Linked DNA regions of Mus musculus: all the other regions are linked to region 1. Evidence: chromatin contacts called from public promoter capture Hi-C data. All regions are on one chromosome and are shown on one strand. The core of a region is the stretch at or near the end of the contact, and the rest is flanking DNA. Distances in the headings are between cores, read along the strand shown.

Region 1 (2,710 bases), core at 123-2,622:
ACCTACACTCTTATCCTCAAAGTCCTGCCTGTCAGGTACAGAACCAGCATCAGAACTTTGGCTTTGGCACTAGGAAGGCAGAGGCAGGAGGATTGCCTGAAATTGAAGCCTGTAAGTTCCAGGTAAGCCTGGGTTACAGTGACCTTGTCTTGCAGAGAGGAAAACAAAAAACAAAAGACAAAAACAGAACGCAAACTTGCTCCTAGACTTGGTGATGTCAACCTGATCCGCACCCTAACATATAGCGGTGCCAGGCCTACTAAGTCTTGACATGGTCTGAGGCTTTGCCCGTCATGTTCCAGGCAGTCAAAAGGTCTGGGAATGGAGCAGTGTTCACCAGCATGCAAACTTGTAGCCACACCCTCCCAAGTGGAGCCCTTTCTCCCTGATCTATGGCAGGCCAGACTCTATACTCCACCCCAGGCCAATCGGGCAGTCTGACACTAGCTAAGATAAAAACCCATTGTAACCAGTGGCTTATCTAAAGCACAAATATTTGCATTTTGGATCAATGCTACTTGGAACAGTCCCAGGCACTGTGGGTTAAAAATATCTCCCACCAGACTCACTCACAGAAGTGAAAGAGATAAACCGACTGCTCGAATTTATCTGTCTACAACATTAAGAAGCGTGGAAAAGTGGTAATTACAGATCTCCCCATGGTCTCCGGGTATCATCTTTTGGGTAAAACTAAGCTTTTACTTAGCTCCTGAAAGTGAGACCTAATGTCAGCTGACGTCCCTGGAATTCTGCAATCCACTTTGGTTTGAACTAACAGTCGCTCTGTTCCAGGGGTACCAATAACAGAAGTTGGAACTACGACATGACTCAATTTTCAGAAGGCCGATGCTCCTCCCCTACCCGCTGCCAGGGGGCCGCTCACCTCTCGGGCGGAGCGCAACTGCTGGCGCAGCGCATCCTTGCAGCCATACGGGCCTCCGGCGCCCGCGCCGCGGGGCTGGAAATGAGCCTCGACACGCGTGGCACCGCGGTAGGCACCCTGGTAGAAGGAAGGCCAGCCGAGCTCCAACGCCGGCGGTTCCAGGTCCGACTGCTCCGGAAAGTAGGTGCCCGACGAGCATTCGTGAGAGGAGCCGAACGAGTCCTCCGCTACCGCCGCCCCATCCTCGCCCGGCCGCTCGGCAGCGCCCAGAACCTCGCGCACCTCGTCGGCGTTGAGGAAGCGGCCCAGCCGCTCACGCCGTAAGAAGGCGGCCCAGGCGTCGGGACCACCGGCCAGCAGCTGCTCGAGAGCCAGACGCCGCGCCTCGCTGAACAGCTCCGTGGGGTTGGGCGGTCCGCACGGAGACAGGCAGGCCGCGGGAAGGTCGTCCAACAGCTCGAAGCGAGCAGCCATGGCAGTGCCCAGAACCGATCCACTTGTCTACGGTGGTAGTCTGAGTTTTTATAGGCATCTTTGAATCAAACCAGCCCGCTCTATTGGCTCGCCGCCCCGCCCCAGCAATCCCATTGGCTGGATGTCTCCCATGCGTACCAAAGGCTCTGCCCCCTCATTGCTATTGGTTGCTCCTGAGACAGAACCCGCCCACCCTCTGCTCTCACTGCCTGATGGCTGAGCGGAATTTAAATCTGACTTTACCCCGCCCTAGCGGCTCCAGAACCCTGCCAACCCGGGACATAGCCCCGCACTGTCCGAGCACGCCCCCTGCCGAGTGCCCTATAACATGGTGCTTCAAGGACTCGGACTAGGGGTAGGACTTGCTCCTGGACATGCTTATTTTGGTGTGATCAGCCTCATTGCCACTCCACCCTGCATCTAATCATTAACTTATCAATACAGAGAGCAAGTGAGAAGGAGAGAAGGACAGAGGGACGGAGGGAGGGGGAGGGAGAAGGAAGGGAAAAGATGGGGAGGAAGAGAGACAAAGAGACAGAGATAGAGCCTGGAGTGGTGGTTCATCAGTTAAGAGCACTTCCAGAGGATCTGGGTTTAGCACTGTCTCCCCTGGCAACCTCTAACCACCTATAATGCTTCCAGGGAATCTGATGATGCCCTTTCTGGTATCCACGGACACTGTATGCATACGTAGCACACAAACATACACATTAAATAAAAATAAATAAATGTCTTTTTTTCTCAGTGGTGCAGAGCTGGGGGTGGTGGCACACTCCCAGCACATGGGAGGTTAGGGTAGGAGAATCTGGAGTTCGAAGCCATCTTATTCTGTGTCAATCCTAAGAGAGGTCACAGAAGACCTTGCAAACATACACATATATATCTATATACATATACACATACATATATGCTCATACATATACATCTATATACTAATCCACTGTGGTATCTACTTCTTCGCTTAAAGGTCTCTCTCACTCTCTCTCTCTCTCCCTTTCTCATATCTTGTAGCGAAGGATGACCTTGGCTTTCTAACCCCCTGCCTCTACCTCTGTAAACTTAAAACAAACCAGTACTGCTGTGAGGATCTCCTCCCTCTCTTCATCCTTCCCTGGTTCCAGCCTTCTCAGGGAAGTTATTCAAGCCCAAAGGCAAGAGCTTCCTGTGTCCCCACTCTGGCATCCAGGATGCAGAAGACTACCTTCCTCTATCAAATCGAACCAGCTCTTGCATGTAATAAGGACAGGGGCCAGGCCTGAGGCTGTACAGTCACACAGTGTCTTTGCCTCTGTTTCCTGGGTTAAAAGCAAGGATAATCAGAGATCATAATCTATGATCCCATTGAATGACGTA
Region 2 (2,710 bases), core at 82-2,581, about 22 Mb before region 1:
GTAGCTAGGAAAAGGCAGTGGAGAAGAGGGGGGTCAGAACAGAGTAAGGGTAAGCCTACTTGTTCAGGGATGACAGGGAGATGCCATGGATAGAGGGGGGTGTCTGACAGAATCAGCCTGCCTGAGCCTTAAAAGCAGGGAAGGAACTGGCAGTATGAACTCCTATAGGTAACACTACCGATGGCTTCTCCCAAGGAAAGAAGCCACTTCCCAGGGATCTCTCTCCCTCAACCAACTCCACTCCAGCACCCATTTTAAGCAGCCACAGGACCAGAGCAGGCAGTGACCATAGACCAAAAAGAACATTGGGGAGATTTTCCTTTGTGTTTCTTCAATGATCCATCAAACACTTTAAAGACAAGAAGTCGCCGGGCAGTGGTGACGCATGCCTTTAATCCCAGCACTTGGGAGGTAGAGGCAGGCAGATTTCTGAGTTCGAGGCCAGGCTGGTCTACACTATACAGAGAAACCCTGACTTGAAAAACAAAACAAAAGAAAGATAAGAAGTCCACATAGGTTGGGAGCTGGAAAGAGCAGGTGATGGTAGGGTGAAGACTCTGTACAGGGAAGGGCCGACATACACACACGGTACTGAGCCAGAAGGGTTTGTATACTCGAGTCCTGGACATCCTCCACGAAGGAAACTGAAACTCCAGTATCATGCAGACTCAAGACCACGTCCATGAGGCAACTGAGATGTCAGCTGCCCTCAGACCATAGACGGGTGTCTTCAGCAGTCAGTGAGGAGGCCAGGCGGCACAGCCCGGAAGTTACAGGCTCTGGTGGAACATGGATGGATACCTGCCCAGAAGAACCCCAGGGCTGAGGGAACACCCCGGAGCAAGTGACCACAACAGGCCCGCACCCTGAGTCTGCAGCCCATAATGAACATTCGCTGAAGGGTGCCCTGTACACCGAGTCCTGGACGGGAGAACAGGACACAGGTTCCGTGCACCTACCGACCTTGCCGTGTTTAGCCACGCCAAACCTACAACAGACAGAAGACTCTAGGACTCAGGGGAGCGCCGGGGCAAGCCACATATCGCTAGCCGATCGAAGGGCTCAGAGGAGCCTCATTTGCATGCAGGCGCGCCGCAACCAATGGACAGGGACCGCGGAACTATATTTGCATATGGGCGCGCCGCGGCCAATGGGCGGGAGCGACGGGGTGGTATTTGCATACAGGCGCGCCGCAACCAATAGACAGGAACCGCGGAACTATATTTACATATGGGCGCGCCGCGGCCAATGGGCGGGAGTGACGGGGTGGTATTTGCATGCAAGCGCGCCGCGGCCAATGGGCAGCTGCGCGGCGGCGCGGCGCGGCGGCGCACTCGAGCATGGCCGCGGCTGCGGCGGGAGGAGCCCCGGGTCCGGCCCCCGGCCCCTCCAGGCCCGCGCCGGCCGCCCGGAACCCGCCGGCCGTGCCGCGGAGGCGCGGGGACTCCCGGCGCCGTCAGGCCGCCCTCTTCTTTCTCAACAACATCTCCCTGGACGGACGGCCCCCGAGCCTGGGTCCCGGAGGCGAGAAGCCAGCGCCGCCGCCGCCACCGCCCACCGAGGCCCGCGAGGCGCCCGCGCCGCCGCCCGCTCCACCTGGAGGCCTCCCGGGGCTGCCAGCCAGGCCCGCGCCCCAGGGCCTGCTCAGCCCCACGACGGCGCCCGCCGGCCTTGGCCTGGACGGGCAGCGCCAAAGGTGAGTGGGCTGGACGGGGGCGGCTGCACGCTGGGGTCAGGGTGGTGGCCTAGAGGCCTAACCAGCACTCCGGCTGTGTGACCTATGGCCTTGGCAGCCCGGGGCACCGGTGGTGGTGAGCCAGGTCCCTCCTCCCAGGTTGTGGGGTAGTTGACCTATGGGTTCGGGTAAGCCACAAGCTCGGCAGACCTGGACATGGTTGGGATGAGGTGGGTCCATTCACCCCGCACACAGGTATGGTCACCTGGTACCCATCAACTTAACACTCAGAGGTCTGGGTGAACCGGAATGGTCAGCCCAGGACACAGGGTCAAGATGACCAGCCCAAGATCAAGGTGTCGGGTAATTAGGGAAGAGGGTTCTTCAGCCCATAATGCAGGAGCCAGGGTGGTCCAGGGATCCTTCATTCTGGTACTTGAGGGCCCATCACCGCAGCGTGCAAGAGTCAGAGAGGCTCGCAGTCCCGTCTGTCCTTGACTGGGACTGAGGTGATGTGGCAGCATCAGTCCAGAATACAGGAGATGAGTTTGGGATTAACTGAAGCTGGTCAGCCTCCAGAGGGAAGGGATAGTCCCACTAAAACTGTCAACTTCTGGATATGGGGTCAGCTCTTTACCTTGAAAGTCCCACTAAAGCTGTCAGCTCCTGGATATGGGGTCAGCTCTTTACCTTGAAAGTCCCCTGAATATGGATTTCGGAGTTCCCTTGGTCTAATTGACTCTAGACACATCCCTCCCCTGGCTACCCTACACAGAGACTCACAAACACTTTTTACAGGCTGTGTGCCCAACTCAGCTTGTGGGCCAGGGTCTTACCTACCTGGTCTCATCTCTACTCGGCCTTATACACCTGACCACCTCCCTGCCCTCTGTCCCACACCTGCTGGACTCAGGGTCTGCAACATGTAACTGTTCTGCCTCCCCTGCCTGGATCCTAGGATCCTTCATCCTAGCCCAGGACAGCTCTTATTCCTCACTACTCCCCCATTCCCTGGCTATGCTTACTTCCCAGATG
Region 3 (2,710 bases), core at 125-2,624, about 21 Mb before region 1:
TATAAAACCTGCATTTCTGCTTTCCTCCAATAATCTCCCCTGCTAACTAGGACTTGCCAACAGTGATAACCATTATGTTCCTAAGGAGGATAGCAAGGGTGATCTGGGAAACAGGCGACAAGCGAAGAAAATCCCCACAAGCCTCTGAGGGAGTAGAGAGGCCAATTTCCTTTGGGAACTAACTGGCTCAAAAGAATTCAAGAATTCTGTAAAAGGAACCAGAATTAGGAAAAGCCATCGCGTAAGAAAGATGCCTGGAACCGCGAAGGCAAACAGTAAGAAGCTAAAGTGTCCAAGCCAAAACTTAAAGCTTCCTTTTGTTAAAGACGTCCACACACCCACGCAAACGCCTTCTCTGAGAAACTGGCCCAAACTAAAGGATGAAACTGAGAGACTGCAGGACAAACCTGCGGTGTCTGAAGCCAGGGTGCAGAAGGCGAGGCTCGCGGATACCCAGTGGCCCGAGCGGGGGCGGGGCTGCGCTAGCCTCAAGTCCGCCGCGTGCAGCAAGCTCTGGACAGCGGTGCGGGCTCTGGAAATGGCACGCACACTTTGGATGCGTTCCTTTGTGCAGGGCACCGCAGTACCTCACAAGAGCGGCCAGCTCGCCGCAGCGGCGCGCCTCCAGGCTGCCTGCTCCCCCTTCTCCACTCGCCAAGCATCGCGCAAAGGCGCGCGACCGTCGCTACCACGGCTGTCAGCAGAGCGCGACAAGCCCCCGCCCCGGCTGGAGGGGCCGCGGGCCCTGGCGTCTCGCTCTGTTGCGTCTGCTGCCTGGGGCGCTCTGGGAGAAGAACGCGCAACGCGCTCCGGGGTCCCCACCCCCTGCGGCCGCCGGGCCCCCGCTGCCAGTGCCTCCAGCAAAGTTGGCGCAGGCTTTCCTGGGGGCGCGGGGAGCCGCCGTCAGGGCTCCGTGCGGCGGGCTGTGCCCCGGCTTTGTTCGTGCCCCGCGCCCACCCGCACTCTGTACCCCCTCGGCCATGCCCACCTTCTGGATGGTCTGCTGAGTGACCTCCCCTTTGCCTCTCGGCCGCGCCGACGCGAAGGCCACGGACATGGTGGTGGCGCGGACTCAGCCCGTGATCATTGGGGTTTATTCTCCGGCTGCGCCCCGCGGCCCGAGGTGCCCATTCTCCGCAGAGCGGGGGCGGGGACACGGGGGGCGCGGTGCCGTGGGCTCGCCCGCCTGCCTGTCGCCAATGCGCGCTCGAGTCCCCCGCGTCCCCACGCCTTACGCGACTGCCTCCCAGGTCAGGATACCGCGCGGAGGCCCCCTGCACCCGGCCTGCGCTCTTCGTCCAGCCGGTAGCCGGTACACCGCCCCCTGTGCTGAGCTTCGGTGGTTCCGCCCGCCCTGCCCCGCCCCGCCGTGCCGCACGTCCCCCTGACGCCAGACGCCAGCAGCGTGGCCCGGGAGGGCGGGGCGCTGACGGTGAGTGTGCGCTTTTGAGCGGCGGCGGCCCGAGCTAGTGCGTCCGCAGTGATGAGCTACGACCGCGCCATCACCGTCTTCTCGCCCGACGGCCACCTCTTCCAAGTGGAGTACGCGCAGGAGGCGGTCAAAAAGGGCTCCACCGCGGTGAGCCGGCCCGGGGCCTGAGCGACGGGGTGCAAAAGGAAGCGGGGCACGCAGACCTGGGCGCGGGGGCCGCGCTATCTGCTGGCGGCGGGTGGACCAGGAGGTGACGGGAGCTGAATGGTGACGACGTAGGAAGGGCACCAGGTCGCGGGGACCGCGCCGCGCTTCCCGGAGAGCCGGGCGATTTTTTCTGGCTTCCCCACTGCGGAGCATCTAGGCGAGCGCATCCCCGGGGCTGGGCCGGGGCCATCTTGGTGCTGTGCGCGCGGCGCGGACGGCGGAGGCCGCAGGTGCGCGCGGGCGGCGGGAGGCTGGCTGTAGCCGGCGCCGGCGGGGACTTGGGGATCTGCGAGCTAGGCCCAGGTGGGCGTTGTGAACAAAGGGCGATTCGTCGGCCCTGCGATGGTGACAGGCTGCTTCCGGGTCCGCATGCGCCACCGACGCCGTGTTCTGGTTCCGGTGGGCCCTTCTCACCGCGCCCCAGTTTTGTTCAGTCCTTAGCACTGTTTGGAAAAGGACTCCCCACACCTGTAAGCGCCAGCAGTGAGACAGTTTTAGTTTTGGTTTTTGTTTTTCCCGAGTCACCGGATCTTCCGGAACACACGTGGTTCCGAGTCTTGAAACGCTTACATTTCCCAGGTATTTTATCTCCTTGAAACTAAAACCCCAAAGCTTTTGGTGACCCAATCCACCCAAGAACTCTGGAATGACAGGGCTTGGAAGTGCAGGCCTGTATAATCCTGGCATTTAGAAGGTTGAGGCTCGAAAAATCTCACAAGTACAAAGCCAGCCTGGGCTTCTAAATCTAGAGACCCTAAAGACTTCTAAAACTATAAAGACTCTTTGTGGTTGTGTGTGTGCATTATTAATTTATTATTTTAAAAGTTATTTTTATGTGCGTTTGGCCGTTTGTCTATATGTATATATCTGTGTGAGAGTGTCAGATTCCCTGGAACTAGAGTTGCCATATGGGTGCTGGGAATTGAACCTGGGGTCCTGTGGAAGAGCAGCCGCTGAGCCATCACTCCAAACCCAAGAGATACAGCTAGTGAGAAACCGTCTAACAAAAGAAAAACCTGTGAGGCCAGTGAGGTGGCTCCCTGCACTGCACCTGGTGACATGCCTGGAATC

Evidence for each region. Promoter capture Hi-C pulls out the DNA fragments that hold promoters and counts their contacts.
Region 2: a promoter capture Hi-C map of pre-B cells shows a contact between it and region 1. The contact joins the promoter of Cables2 here to the promoter of Fam83d in region 1.
Region 3: a contact with region 1 is called in a promoter capture Hi-C map of pre-B cells. The contact joins the promoter of Ss18l1 here to the promoter of Fam83d in region 1.

Annotation. Positions count from the first base shown.
Region 1 is chr2:158,766,761-158,769,470 of GRCm38.p6, reverse strand. Fam83d (family with sequence similarity 83, member D) reads right to left here and starts at 1,372. Exons shown (of 4, transcript NM_027975.2): 1 at 884-1,372. The coding sequence starts at 1,357.
Region 2 is chr2:180,272,086-180,274,795 of GRCm38.p6, reverse strand. Cables2 (CDK5 and Abl enzyme substrate 2) reads left to right here and starts at 1,331. Exons shown (of 10, transcript NM_145851.2): 1 at 1,331-1,696. The coding sequence starts at 1,341.
Region 3 is chr2:180,041,147-180,043,856 of GRCm38.p6, reverse strand. It overlaps Ss18l1 (SS18, nBAF chromatin remodeling complex subunit like 1), which reads right to left and starts at 1,374. Exons shown (of 11, transcript NM_178750.5): 1 at 989-1,374. The coding sequence starts at 1,057. It overlaps Psma7 (proteasome subunit alpha 7), which reads left to right and starts at 1,393. Exons shown (of 7, transcript NM_011969.2): 1 at 1,393-1,579. The coding sequence starts at 1,484.